Linked DNA regions of Mus musculus: all the other regions are linked to region 3. A link is a contact called in public HiCAR-type data. All regions are on one chromosome and are shown on one strand. The core of a region is the stretch at or near the end of the contact, and the rest is flanking DNA. Distances in the headings are between cores, read along the strand shown.

Region 1 (4,381 bases), core at 1,533-4,032, 500 kb after region 3:
GGCAACTAACTGTCTTTTGCTGTTTATTTCTCACAGGCTGCACTGATCAGAAGGTGGCTTTGTTATGGATGATAAGGGCCAACCAATTAAAAGGGACAAAAGAAGCTTGCTAAAGGAGTATTACAGTCTAGATATAAAATTTAACAAATTACAGTTTGTTATGTTTATTCTTGGGTGGATAATAATAGATGAGGCAGGCTGGTGAGGTGGGATAGGAGCCAAGAGGCCCAGGAAAGTAGAAAGGTGAAGAGAAGCTTTGGTGGAACCATCCCCTCCTTTTCAACATGAGGACTTGGTCTGCCAGGGGAGGGCAGCAGTGTGGCCTCCTGACAGGAAAGTGAAACTGCACCTCAAGAGGACAGAAAAAGAAGAAAAATAATTAGAATTATAGCTGGGACATTTCCTTGGTCTTTGTTGTCAGCGTGAAAGTGCCTTAGGTGTGACACTGGAGCTGAGAGGATTGCACCACAGGAGAGATGCTCCTGATATATAGTTGGGGTAACTGAGGTGAGGGTAAGTGAGCACACTAGATCTCACAGCTCTGAGCTGTGGGGACACCAAGAGTGGGATGGTCAGAGGTGAGGTGGTATGATTTCTAAGCCTCTGGTTTTGGGATGGCATGGTGTTTTTTCAAATGCTAGGGTTTCATGCCATAACCGATGATAAGAAGCAGTATATGAATTCAACAGTGCCCTTGAGAGCCCAGAGGCCGTCAGTGCAGGGACCCCGTCATGTGTTTAAGAGCAACCTGCAGGAATGATAGCGTGTGAGCTGAACAAGTGTGAGGGCCTAAGCTCAGAGCCCAAGCATCTACAGCAAAAGCCAGAGGTGTACTCCCATTTCTGGGGATGACTGCACAGGAAGAGTGATACCTAGCCTAGCCAGGGATGGGGGGAAGGGGGAGGGGAAGGTGTAGGCATTGGAAGGAGGTAGAGGGGGGAGTTAGGGGACAACAATGACAATTAACTTGTTTCTGTGAGCAGATCCTGTCTCAAGGGGGATTGTGGAGGAGAGCACACCTTGTATTCTCCTCTTGCTGCAGTTGCATGTCAGTGTGTACACAAGCACAAAATATGTTGCAGTTGGAGGCAGTCTTTAAAAGCACAGGCTAATCTGTCACCTGTTTTTGTACAGATAATGAACCAGAAAGGCTTTTATACTTTTTTTGTTGTTGTTGTTTTGTTTTTTCGAGTTTCTCTGTATAGCCCTGGCTGTCCTGGAATTCACTCTGTAGACCAGGCTGGCCTCGAACTCAGAGATCCACCTACCTTTGCCTCCCAAGTGCTGGGATTAAAGGCGTGTGCCACCACTGCCCGGCTGGCTTTTATACTTTTATCTGATGAGTGTAGTGTGTATATTTGGAGGTGAGCTGGAAACCATGTGACCGGTTAAAGTGATGTAGATATCTAAAGTCAGCATTTGTACATTGAGTTTCACAGGAACATGGTTGTACTGTGTGTGTGGCTGTCTTGTTACAAAGGGTGTTGTGAGGGTTGTGACAAACCAACTTGACTGCTTAGGGAAATCTGTGGTGTTTACTGTCTAGGCTGGGGGAGACAGTTCAATTCATATAGTGCTTGCTGTGCAACAATGAGGATTTGAGATACAGTCCCAGAACCTTTGGATCTCTGGGGCTTGCCTACCCTGCCTAGTGAGCCCAGATCCTAGAGAGAGATCCTGTCTTAAAAAACAAGATGGATGGCACCCAAGGAAAAATAACACCCAAGACTGTTCTTTTGCTCTGTATGCATCGGTACACATGTGCTTATGAACCTGTGTACACACACACACACTCTCTCTCTCTCTCTCTCTCTCTCTCTCTCCCCCCACCCCCATTCGAATGTGCAGAGCGTTCAGTCTCTACATGTTGTCAGGTATGTGGTAGGTGTCTACATCTTGGGTTGTTTCTCTTGTTCAACCATGTGGGGATCAAACTCAGATCCTATTTTTATAATGTAGAAATTGATGGTGCTTTTCTTTTGGAGAGAAAAATCTTTTCTGAGGAAAGTATTCACATGTGTTAGGCTCTTTGGTGATGGCTCAGTGTTTCAGTTTCTTTTCTCAATTCATATTTTGGCATGTGCAGTAGGAAGTCAGTGTTTTCAACCATTAGCTGTGAATTTGGTAGATGGCTTTTCCTTCTTTGGGTGTTTGTGTTGTTATTGTTCTTTTTGAGGGGAATGGGTTTTATGTAGCCAAGGATGACCTTGAATTCATGATCCTCTTGCTTTTACTTCCCAAGCGCTGTATTGTTTTTCAAAGCATTCAAGATGGAGGGACACTAAGGCACAAATATAAACAGATACGCACCCCCTCCCTACTGTTTTGCTCTGATGAGCAGTGGAAAGGGGGTTGGAAGAGAGAAGGTTATGTGGACTACAATGTTAACAATGACTTCTAGGTAATTTTTCATGACACCCTCTTAAAATGTGCCTGGAAAAATGGAGAGTGACAAATGGAGAGTGACAAATCTCTTTGATTTTCCTGTTCTACTGTGACCCGATCTAAAAATATCTTGTTCGGGAGATGGGCTCAAGATGCTCTGGTCTCTTTGGCCTAGGATAGTTCTTTTTCTTTAAAATGAAAACCAAAACAAAACTTTATTTTGTGTGTTTATGGGTGCAGGAATTCACATGTGTGATGGTCAGAGGTCAACCTGCAGCAGTTAATTCTCTCCTTGTACCATGTGCTCTTTCTTCCAGGGATGGAAGGAGGGTCCTGAGTCATGCTGGCAAGCATGATCCACTGAGCAATCTTGAGGGCCTTGGTTGGATCAGAGCTTACAGAAACTTGGCATTCTTCACTGAATCTTCTGGAGTCTGTGGCTGCGGGGGTGGGGCCCATGCCTGCAGTCCAGTCTGGCTTCACTGCAGAACTCTGGTTTCCATTATGACTTTCCTAAATAGTCCTGGCCCTGCACCTTCCTTTTATGAAGGAAGCCAGATACTGGTGTACATGTGTGTAAGACTTATTTGCTGAGGGACCTCAGCATCAGAATCAGTAAAACTAGAACCTGCTCAAGGCTCTAGTTTTGGCTGAACCAAGGAGATATGATTTCACAAAGCTTAGAAAGTATAAGATGTGCTGTGAAGATCTGCGGACAGGAATTTGAAACCATTTTCTCACACTAGAGCTCATGAGATGGTTTGGTGATGGGTGAAGCTGAGAACAAGCACTAAAAGGCAGGTGGGCTCCAGAGACCCTGAACATTGGCCAGAGAGGAGTTGACAGTCCAGTGGTATCAATTATAGAGATGGGGATTAGCAGACAGAAGACATGGACAGCTTTTGGAAAACCATGCTATTTGGAGGGTAAGAATGTGATGTGTCTGCAGCAGGCTGAAGGTAGGAGACATGGAATAGTGAATGAATGGGGGGAGGTGGTGGATCCTTGGAGAGACAAGTCTGACCTTGAAGGTAGCGAGAGAAAGAATTCTTGCTTGCCAAGGATTTACTATTACTACAACAACAACAACTACTACTACTACTACTACTACTATTACTATTACTACTAGTACTACTATTTGTAGGTGCACATGTTTGAAAAACTATACCTTAAGTGTTCCTCATTTGTCCCCTTCCCCCTTTTTGAGGCATTGCTTCTCATTGTCTTGGGGCTTGCTTTTCTGTCTGTCTTCTTAGCTCTGTGCTTACTCACCAGACCTACCATGCTCATCTTTAAAACAAAAAACCAGAAACACATTTTAGAGAAAAAGCATAGACCTTCATGCTTGCAAGGCAAGCACTTTGAACTCACTGACTTTTCTCCTAAGTCCTGTTTTGGAGCTTATTACATAGGCTAGCCTTCTGTTAGTCTGATTGGCTAGCCTGGGATCTCTAGGGATCCTCTAGTTTCTATCTCCCTAACCCTGGGGTTATAAGAGCATGCCATCATGTCTGTGTGTTACTTTATTTTAAACATGAATCTGAGGGACCAAACTCAGCTACCTCCCCAGGTTCTGGAGAATGTTTTAACATGCGTAGTGATGTGGGATGTTTAGGGGATAACTGAGAGCTCTGGCATCCATCCCCCTCTTGGAAGAAACTCACTGCCTAGGTCTCCCTTCAATTTAATAGCCCTGGCCTTCTCAGTTTCTCCACCTCCCTAAATCTATCCCTTGTTCATCTGTGGCAGGGATGGGACTGGAGAGTGCCCCTCTTCTCTCTTGGGTTCTCCCCTCATACCAGGTAGCCCTCATCATGCTGTTGCCAAAAGGATGTTTCTAAAACAGGCATGGCTGGCTCTTCAGCCTTGGGGACAGGTTATCAGCAATTCCCTGTGCCAAGGCCATATGTGCCAGCTGCCTGCCTTTTAGGCAAGAGTTTGTGCTGCTGTTTCTTAGGTTGACTTTCCTCTGATACCAAGCTCTCTTCAACCTTAT
Region 2 (4,543 bases), core at 325-2,824, 460 kb after region 3:
ACTGTGTACCAACAGTCGTTTGACATATTTGACGTTTCGTAGAAATATTTTGCAAGGTAAATTTGAGGTCCGCCTTTTTGATGGAGAACCGGCCCCTTAAAAACTCGCCCCAGGTTCTCCCCTCCACCCCCAACTACCAGAGCAACAAATGCCTAGTGTTCAAGGAAGGAGCAAGTGAGGTTAGGGTTTAAATTGCGGAGTGTTACTGGGCGCTTAGCACCGAGCTCATTAGAAGCCTAAGGGAGGGGCAAATTGATTTTAAAAATACTCAGCAAGGCAGACACCAAAGGTGCTGAGGAGGAGGGCCGAATATTTATTTAATTGAATTAAAGGCGGGAGTATGGGGGGAAATCGTCACCGATGTGGAAGAGAGGAAGCGCCAGGGCTGGGCCTTACCAGCCTTGGCAACAGAAAACACTTTGCCAGCGCCTGCGGTTTCAGGCCTGGGGGTGGGGATTTACAGATTTGAGGGCCCCAGTACCCTAACATAGTCCTCCATAGTCCCAGCTTATTTGTGCCTTAGTCTTGTGTTAAAGCGTCTCCCCTATGCATTTCTGACTATTGGCCGAGAGGTGTTTTGCAAAGGTCATGGCTGCGCCCGAGTCCTCAATTTTTGCGGTGGGCGTAAAGGCAACTGGGGAGGGGGATGCTTTATGTCGTTAATTTTGAAGAAGATGCGCTTGGAGATGGTGTTACACGAGAACCTTCTAGGCTAGCTGGGCGGCTTCATCTTTTGAGGTGGGGGAGGGTAACACTTTCAGTGGCTTGGGTTACCATTCCCTCTTTAAATCTTCAGGGTGGCCCTTGTTCCCATCCCCCCTCCTCCCGAGCCACCTTGGCGTGAGGGGTGTGGGATTGAGTATCCGTGTAGGGGCCCTGTTCCCCCCTCATTCCTCTCTGAGCCTGGTAGGGGCCTGGTTGGGGCCCAGAGGGCAATGCTCAGGCTTCCCTCCTCCACCTTGGGCTTGGGGCGGGGAGAGGTGGGGGTGGGGAGGCTTTAGGGTGAAGAACTGTGCCGAGATGTAAGTCTTTTCCCTGCCCCCGGGGGGCTGGGTCTGGACTTGGTCCGGGGAAGGGCGGGCCTGGCGTCCTAGCCCTTACTGGGGGGAGGGGCTGCCGCGTGGGGACGCTGCCCCCCCAAGGAGCTCGGGGAGGGGCCGGCGGGCACGCGGTGGGGGAGGGCAGGGCTGTAGAGAGCCTCTTCCAGGTGTCTGGGGAGGGCGGCGCGCTGTCGACCCTCTTGGCACGTCTCCCAGCCTGGGTAGGCTTGCTCGCGTCCGCTCCCAGCGGAGGTCACTGGCCGTGTCGGTCCCTCCCGCCGTCCCGCCCTCTCCCGCCGCCGCCGCTCCCAGCCCAGCCCCCCCCAGTCTCGACGCTCGGGAGCGACAAGCCGCCAGCGCCCCCGCCCCGCCGCCGCTGCAGCGCCCTCCGGCCGCCATTCGCCACCGAAACTTTCCAGCGCTAGCTCTTCTCGTGGACTAGGTGGCGGGCCAGGGGTAGCGCGCGGCTGCTCCGGGGCGCTTGGCCCTCGTCGGCCTCCGCGCGGCCCGGGGTTGGTGACGGTGGACCCGCCAGTACGCTGAGTGCGCGGCCACAAGTTGCACGGCTCGCGGCGAGGTGAGTACACGCCGGGCAGGGGCTCAAACTTCTCGGGCCGAGGGGCGCGGTGGTGACCCCAATCGCGGGCCCTGAAGCTTCAGGAGGGGCAAGTTCCCGTGTGCCCCCCCAACCCCAGGTTGGGCGCGCTCCCTGCACGCCGAACAATACCTCTGGGGCGGCCGCTCCCCGAAGTGGCCGCGCGCGCGGGGGGCGGGAAAGGCCTGGGTGCGCCTTTGTTTTGGGGAGAGGGAAAGGCAAGTTTAGGGACGCTCTGCAGTTCGTCCCAGCATCTCTTTGTCTGAGGCTCCAGAGGGGGTTGGCTGGGCTGACCCGCGTCGCCCTGGGACTTGGGGGCCGCGCGGGATCCCCTTGTGGGGGAGGGGAGCCTCATTCATCCTCGAGGCGCGGGCCGGCGCTCCCGGAACACGGTGGACGCGCGGCGGCGCGCGGGGGATAGTGGCTGGCCCGTTTGTGATCAGTTTCCGAGGCGCAAACTGTCAGGGAAGTCCGGGAGCCCCCTCCCCATACCTACTCCCAGGCCTGGTCTCGGGGACCAGGGTGTGTGTGGGGGGGTGACAACGACGGAGGGCGGCTCCTCTGGCTAGGTGAGGGAGAGGGACCGCCCAGTACGGCCTGGGGAGGGTGTAAACCTGTTGCTTTGGGGCTGGGGAGGGGTTCTCCAGATCTGCACTCACCCACATCCTCGTCTTAGGAATTTCCCTTACGTAGAGAAGGGTGCTGGGAGCAGGAGTTTATGTAGGAGGGGTGCGCCTTTGAACGTCGGTGATCTTCGGGTTTTGTGACAACTTTAGGAGGAGACTACAGGCCCGCTGGTGCTGGATGGGGCCTGGGCTTCACGTGCGTGACCAGTGAGCAATCAGGAGCTTGGGGCTTTTTTTTTTCCCTCTCTCTCTCTTTTTTTCTTTTTCTTTTTTTTTTTCCCCCAGCGTCTGGCGTTCTCAGAGGCCTCCGCACTGTAAATTCCGCAGTTAGGGTCGGCTTGTTTCTTTCTGACCAAGTGTTGTGGGGCAAAACCTAAAACAGCTCCCCTCCCCCTAACCAAAACCTAAGCCATACTGCTAGTGCAAGTGTTTGTTTCTGTTCTGCTTTGGTGTGTGTGCCTTGACCTGACTAGTGTTTTTCTCTGAGCTAGTCCCTGGTTTAACTTAAAAGAGGACACAAGAATACAGGAGGAGGAGTGAGTGCTTTGTCCTACTCCCCCCCCCCCCCAGTCTTGGTTTAGGGTAGCAAATAGGTCTTGGTGAGCCTATGAAATTTACCATTGGTCATTTCTAAAGACACATATCAAGGTATGAAATAGTGTTGAGTGTAGATGGCACTTTTATTTTTAAAGGGATTTCGTGTCCAAGTGTGCTGCAGATTATTTTCATGGCACCACCCACCAGTGTAATTAGTACAACGATGAAAGTCGAAGTTCACTTGATCCACTTATTAAAATGGCCCCCTAAAGCTTTTCAAGCCTTTAATCACACACACACCTGTAGGACAGGCATGGGTGATTTGGGGTGTAAGGCTCTCATTTACCCCAGGATATGTCCTTACTTGGGTCAGAGAATTCCACTTAGGCAGCACTACTAAAAGAAAAAGGAAGATATTTTACTCCTTTTAATGGTATTGGGCAGATACTCATTTCAAGTTTACCTCGGTTTTGCTGTTGGGTTTTGCTATTTTTCTAGGCCCTGGGAGTCACACCAAAGCAAGGCCTTTGAGGGACACTGTGAATGGAAGCTGATTGTCTTCTAGTATGGTGGGTGGGCTACCAGGATCCTTGGGGTGATGATAATTTTCTTTGATGCGGGATTATTGTGGTTTGAATGAGAATGGCCTCCTTAGGCCATTTGAATGCTAGGTCCTCAATTGGTGGAAATGTTTTTGAGAAGGTTTAGAAGTGTGGCCTTTTAAGGTATGTGTATCCTTTTGAGGTTTCAAAGGCCCACACTATTCCCAGTTAGCTCACTCTCTGCCTGTGCTTGCGGATCAGATGTAAGCTCTCATGCTCCAGTGCCATGCCTACCTGCTGCCACAATCCCTGTTACGATGGATAGTCATGGACTCCAACCAGCCCTCTGAAACTATAAGTACTAGTGGGTTCTTCTGTAAGTTGCTATGGTCATGGTGTTTCTTCAAGGCAATAGAAAAATAAACAAGACAATTGGATCAGTTCAGAGAATTATAAACACCTTCAGGTTTTATATATTAATGTCTATAACTTAAGTTTGCTTTAGTAGACAGTATAGGTACCAGAAGTGTGATATAGGACTGTGGAATTGTAAATGGTCCTGAAGCCTGTTTTTTAATGTTCTCATGTATATGTAGATGTGTTTGTGCACTTATGTTTCTGGTTGCATGTGTATATGTATGAAGGAGGTGGATGTCAGAAATTGATATGGGATGTCTTCCTTTAGTTGGTAATTATCTATCCATGTTATTTTTTTCAGATAGGGTTTCTTTCTCATTCAAGTTGAAGCTCACTAATTTGGCTAGACTGACAAGCCCCAAGGATCCTCCTCAGTGTTGGAATCATAGATACAGACTGTAGCACTCACATTTTTACATGGGTTCCCAGGGATTAAATTCAGGTCCTCGATGTACTGATTGAGCTATCTCCTTGAACACCACTTTTTTTTTTTTCGAGACAGGGTTTCTCTGTGTAGCCCTGGCTGTCCTGGAACTAACTCTGTAGACCAGGCTGGCCTCGAACTCAGAATCCACCTGCCTCTGCCTCCCAAGTTCTGGGATTAAAGGCGTGCGCCACCACTGCTCGGCTTTGAACACTAATCAGAGGCTCTATGTTTTTTATTGTTATGGTCACATGGTGAATCTACCTTGTGAGGGCGTTTACTGGGAACCATAACTGAGAAACTGGTTACTTAGAGCATCCAAGCTGCTGTGTCCATTCCAAATGTTTGGAAACAAGAGGATA
Region 3 (4,402 bases), core at 1,339-3,838:
TGGGAAAAATTGGATTTATTGTGTATTTTTATCTACTTATCATAGATAATGTGGTTAACAAGAACCATCTAAATACTATTGTGTTTTAAAAATAAAACAATCAAGCTGGAAGCTAAATTTATCAATTGAAACCATGCTGAGTGTGTTGTCCCAGAGCCTGTGGAATGCTTTCCTTCCTTTAAATCAAATGATCATTTTCTATTTTCCAGCATTACTCATCAGCTTATATTTCAGGCTTTCAGCAAATGAGGTTGTGGCAAACTTTTTCCCCCAATATCTTTGAAGGCCAGAATACACTGTGTGAGCATGAATATATAGATTATCAATCCATCACTGTTCTGACAGCTCCTCACCTAGACAGTTGATCAATAGCACAAGGTCTTGCTCAGATACCTTGTCACAAATCTTGTTAAATTACTTCTAAATGTAACCCCACAGAAATAAATAAAATGAGACTATAAACATGGGAGTGGATAATCTATGGGTTAGATTTATATGAAAATACATTAAACGCTGTTTCCTTTCAGTGTTGGGGAAGAGCTTAAAATTAGGTAAAAGTTCTTGGGGCTAGAGATCAGTGGGTAAGAGCACTTTCTAGGCAAGCTTGAAGACATGAGTTCAAATCCAAACATTCACAAAAAATCTAGGCTGAATTTCACATAACCCTATGACTCCAGCCAATTGCCTCCAAGGTACCAACATTTCCTTGAATTTTTGAGTATACAAAGTAACTATTTACCACAACATACATCTGCAAAGGAGACTTATTAGTTCTTTAATTCTTTCTGTAACCAAATACCTGACACGAAGCAATTTATGGGCAGAAGGGTTTATTTTGATTGCAGTGGGAGAATGATTTCATCATGTCTGGAAAGGCATAGTGGCAGCAGTATCAGACAGCCAGTCACATTGACTACACAGTCAGAAAGAGGAGAATAGGCAGAAGTAGGGCTGGACAACAAAGCCTCAAGTCTTGCCACTAGTGACCAACTTCATCCAAAAAGTGTCCACCTCCTAGTGACCAACTTCTTCCAAAAAGTATCCACCTCCTGAAGGTTCTACAACCTTCCAAAAGAGGGTCCTCAGCTGGAGACAGCATGTTCAAACAAATGAGCCTCTAAGGAACATTTCAAATTCAAAACACAACAGGAGATTTATACCTACACGCTCATTTTCCAGGAAGGAAATAATAGGGCTTGTGGCTGCTTCAGTGATCTTGGTGACAACACAATCAAGACTGCCCCGGTTGCTATGGAGACCAAAAGCCCTTGGATCAAGTTCACAGTGCAGTGCTTTGGAAACAGCTCTGCCAGCAGCTGTTGGCATTGGGGACCTTGCTATAAAGAAGTCACAGAAAGGGAGGGGACAGTAATTGTTTTCCATTGAAAGTAAGGCGTACAAAGAGCATGCAGTGGGAGAATGACTGACCTAGATGCTATCAGAGGATTTAATGAACCCACCCTGGCTAGCAATGTTTTTAAAACCACCCTAACTGCTCAGCAAATGAATCCTGGTATGAATCTCCTCAGAAAGCTTTCTAAGGGGAGTGCACATGTGCTGCATAACCCAGAGCCAGCTAAAACAACAGCTGGGAGAAGAGCAAATAAATAGGTCAGGTATTTTAGGAGATAAACGTGCACTCCCCAAGGTCTCTTGTGCAACTTTTATGAAAAGCAGGTGAAAACATTTTTCTAGTTGTTTTAAACTTTTTTAATAGGGGTGATGATATCTGAAATTCCAATGCAGGCTGATAATAATCTCCCGTGGCCAATTACTTTCTATTGAACAGGAATTTGTATGTTTCAGAGATTTTTCTTAATTATTAGCAGAAAACATGGAAAGATGTGAAACCTTAAATACAACTTTCAATGTATTACAATAAGGACAAGATGAGTAGTGGGGTTGTTTTGCATCTGTATATATATACATGTTTGTATGCATGTGTGAGTATGAATGCACATATATACATGTGATTTTGAAGGTCGAAGTTTAACAATGAGTAACTTTCTCAATCACTCTCCACAATATATATTAAGGCAGGGTGTGGGGCAGGGTGTCTAATTTGAACTATGAGCTGCCAAATTCTGCTAGTCTAGCTAGCCAGATCACTCTGAGGATCCTTTGTTACCACCCCTCAAGCACTAAGATTGTAGGAGGTCACCAAGCATGCCTGGCATGTCCATGGGTTCTTGGTTTCTGAATGCTGATCTTCATGCCTGTGCAGCAAATAATTTACCCAGTGAAACATTGCCCAGCCCCCAAATGGCTTTTATTTAATTTATGAGTAGTAAATGTTGTAAAGGAATCATGACATGATTTATTAAATTTTTCTTATGTAATCTAGTATTTAGCATGGAAAAAAACAGGAATTGAAATCTGTGTGTACCAGAAGGCTTTTCTGACTGGATAATATATGAACTAATAGAAAGATGTGTTGTCATAGGCTGGGCTTAAAAAAAAATCCTCAATGGAAAACACAAAAGCCAAAACGATTTCTTTCCAAGGATGAGATCATAAGTGAGTGAATATTGGTTGGTCAACAGCCACAGTACTGAATCATTCTTGGAAATGAGATGTTTTAAAGCACATTTGCTAGTGGGTGGAGTAGGCAATAGAACAATCATTGAAATTCATCCTGCCTTGAGTTAGAAAGGGAAGCAGGAAAGTCTTGGCAGCAAGGCACTGAAATCCCATTGCTAGGGAACTAGTTCAATATTTTCCCTTCAAGTTAATATTTAACTATATGTTTTCTTCTTTCAACACTTTATCCATATTGCTGAGCACCTGTGAATTCGTCATGCTGAAGTAGATAGTATAAAAAAGAGAAACAATAAGCAGTAAATCAGTTCCCTTATCTCCGAGAGCCAAAAATAAAATTGGCTTGAGTTATTAAAATGAGTGCTTGTGAAAAGTTGCAATTTCATTCCTCTTTCTGTGATTAATACTTTGACAAAAGCAACAAAATAAAGAGTTTATTTTGTTTTGTTTCATCTCATGTTTAGATTAGTATAGTCCATTATTGGAGGGAAGTTGAAGAAGAGACTTATATTCACAGTCAAGAATAAAGAGAGCATAAATACATGTATTCTTACTGGCTAGAACACTCAGCCAGCTTTCTTCACTCATACAGTTCAGGGACCACCTTAGGAATAGTGGACTCAATATTCTTACACTGATTAACAATCAAGATGGTCCCTTACAGACATACTCATAGAACAACTCAATCTAGAAAATTCCTGATTAAGACTCCCTTCCCAATTGATTCCAGGTTATGTCAATCTGACAGCTAAATCTAATAAGCACAGAGAGGAAATCCAGGCTTTCTGATTCGCAATGGAAATACCTTAAAGCAGTAGTTCTCAACCTCTGTGGGTCACAATACCTTTGGGGATCAAACAACCCTTTCACAGGGGTTGCATATCAGATACCCTGCAAATCACTTGTTTACATTCCAATTCATAACAGTGGCAAAATTACAGTTATGAAGAAGCAATGCAAGTAATTTTATGGTTGGGAGTCAACACAACATGAGTAATTGTATTAATGGGTCACAGCATTAGGAAGGTTGAGAACCACTAATACAGAATCACAGATGATGGGAACAGAGCAAAGAACGTAGTCCAAAAGTAACAAACCTTGTTGTTGCACAAAGGACAAAATTTACATTCTGAAAGCTGAACTCATTTTCTCCAACACAGTTGTCTGCTGACGTCAAAGCAATGAATGCCATATGTGGTAGAAGGGCCACTGTCTTGTGCCTTCTGGAAAGTTTACTGTCCTTTTGGACTTATCATGTGTGTGGTGCTGTGACAAAATACCTGACAAAAGTAACATAAGGAGGCATATAGCTTGGCTCACAGTTTAAAGTTATCCATCATGGTAGGGTAATCGTGGGGCCCAGAGATTGAAGCAGTTGGTCACATTTTACACACAATCAGAAAACAGAGACATGAATGCTGGTGCTTAGCTTGTTCTTCTAGTTTTTATTCGGTCCAGTAGCCCACCCCCAGCCTCAATTAAGATGGGTCTCCCTACCTCAGTTAACCCAATCTAGATAATCCTTCACAGGTGTTCCCAGAAGTTTGTCTCCCAGTTTAGTGTAGATCTTATCAAATTGACAATCAACATTACCCATTAAAGCCTTTGTGTCTGAAGGATATTCTGTAAAGTAACAATTTCTGTCTGTCTTGGGTGGAAGCTTGGCTACTGTATTAAAAATCCATTCAAATTAGAAATCTAAGTTAGGGAAGTTAAAAAATGCTATTACCGTTAGTTGTTAAAAACAACATTTACTGAGCCAGGTGTGGTAGTATATGCCTGATGTCCCAGAACTTAGGAGATGAAGTAAGAGTATCACATGTTAGATGTCAGCGTGAGATCTACAGCATAGCTCATCTCAAGA

Evidence for each region. HiCAR-type assays count read pairs that join an accessible place to other places.
Region 1: a contact with region 3 is called in a HiCAR-type map of fibro-adipogenic progenitors, with 2.7 times the contacts expected there. The contact joins two enhancer-like sites. A contact is called at or near these places in 2 of 484 Hi-C or Micro-C datasets (both in uterus) and 2 of 115 datasets of contacts at active chromatin or transcription factors (astrocytes and fibro-adipogenic progenitors).
Region 2: a HiCAR-type map of fibro-adipogenic progenitors shows a contact between it and region 3, with 4 times the contacts expected there. The contact joins the promoter of Tbl1x here to the enhancer-like site in region 3. A contact is called at or near these places in 2 of 39 promoter capture datasets (cranial neural crest and hippocampal neurons), 3 of 484 Hi-C or Micro-C datasets (nephron progenitors and uterus) and 2 of 115 datasets of contacts at active chromatin or transcription factors (astrocytes and fibro-adipogenic progenitors).

What each region holds. Positions count from the first base shown.
Region 1 is chrX:77,546,354-77,550,734 of GRCm38.p6, forward strand. All of the region lies in intron 1 of Tbl1x (transducin (beta)-like 1 X-linked), which reads left to right. Among named protein-coding and RNA genes, the nearest start is that of Tbl1x, 37 kb to the left of the region's middle. Within about 2 kb of position 2,783, at least 22 of the 459 cell types and tissues checked have an H3K27ac peak or open chromatin away from gene starts, as enhancers often do. A contact at or near this core is called in fibro-adipogenic progenitors, where this site is marked.
Region 2 is chrX:77,509,653-77,514,195 of GRCm38.p6, forward strand. It overlaps Tbl1x (transducin (beta)-like 1 X-linked), which reads left to right and starts at 1,575. Exons shown (of 16, transcript NM_020601.2): 1 at 1,575-1,617.
Region 3 is chrX:77,049,658-77,054,059 of GRCm38.p6, forward strand. No RefSeq gene overlaps it. Among named protein-coding and RNA genes, the nearest start is that of Gm52433, 26 kb to the right of the region's middle. Within about 2 kb of position 2,589, at least 16 of the 459 cell types and tissues checked have an H3K27ac peak or open chromatin away from gene starts, as enhancers often do. A contact at or near this core is called in fibro-adipogenic progenitors, where this site is marked.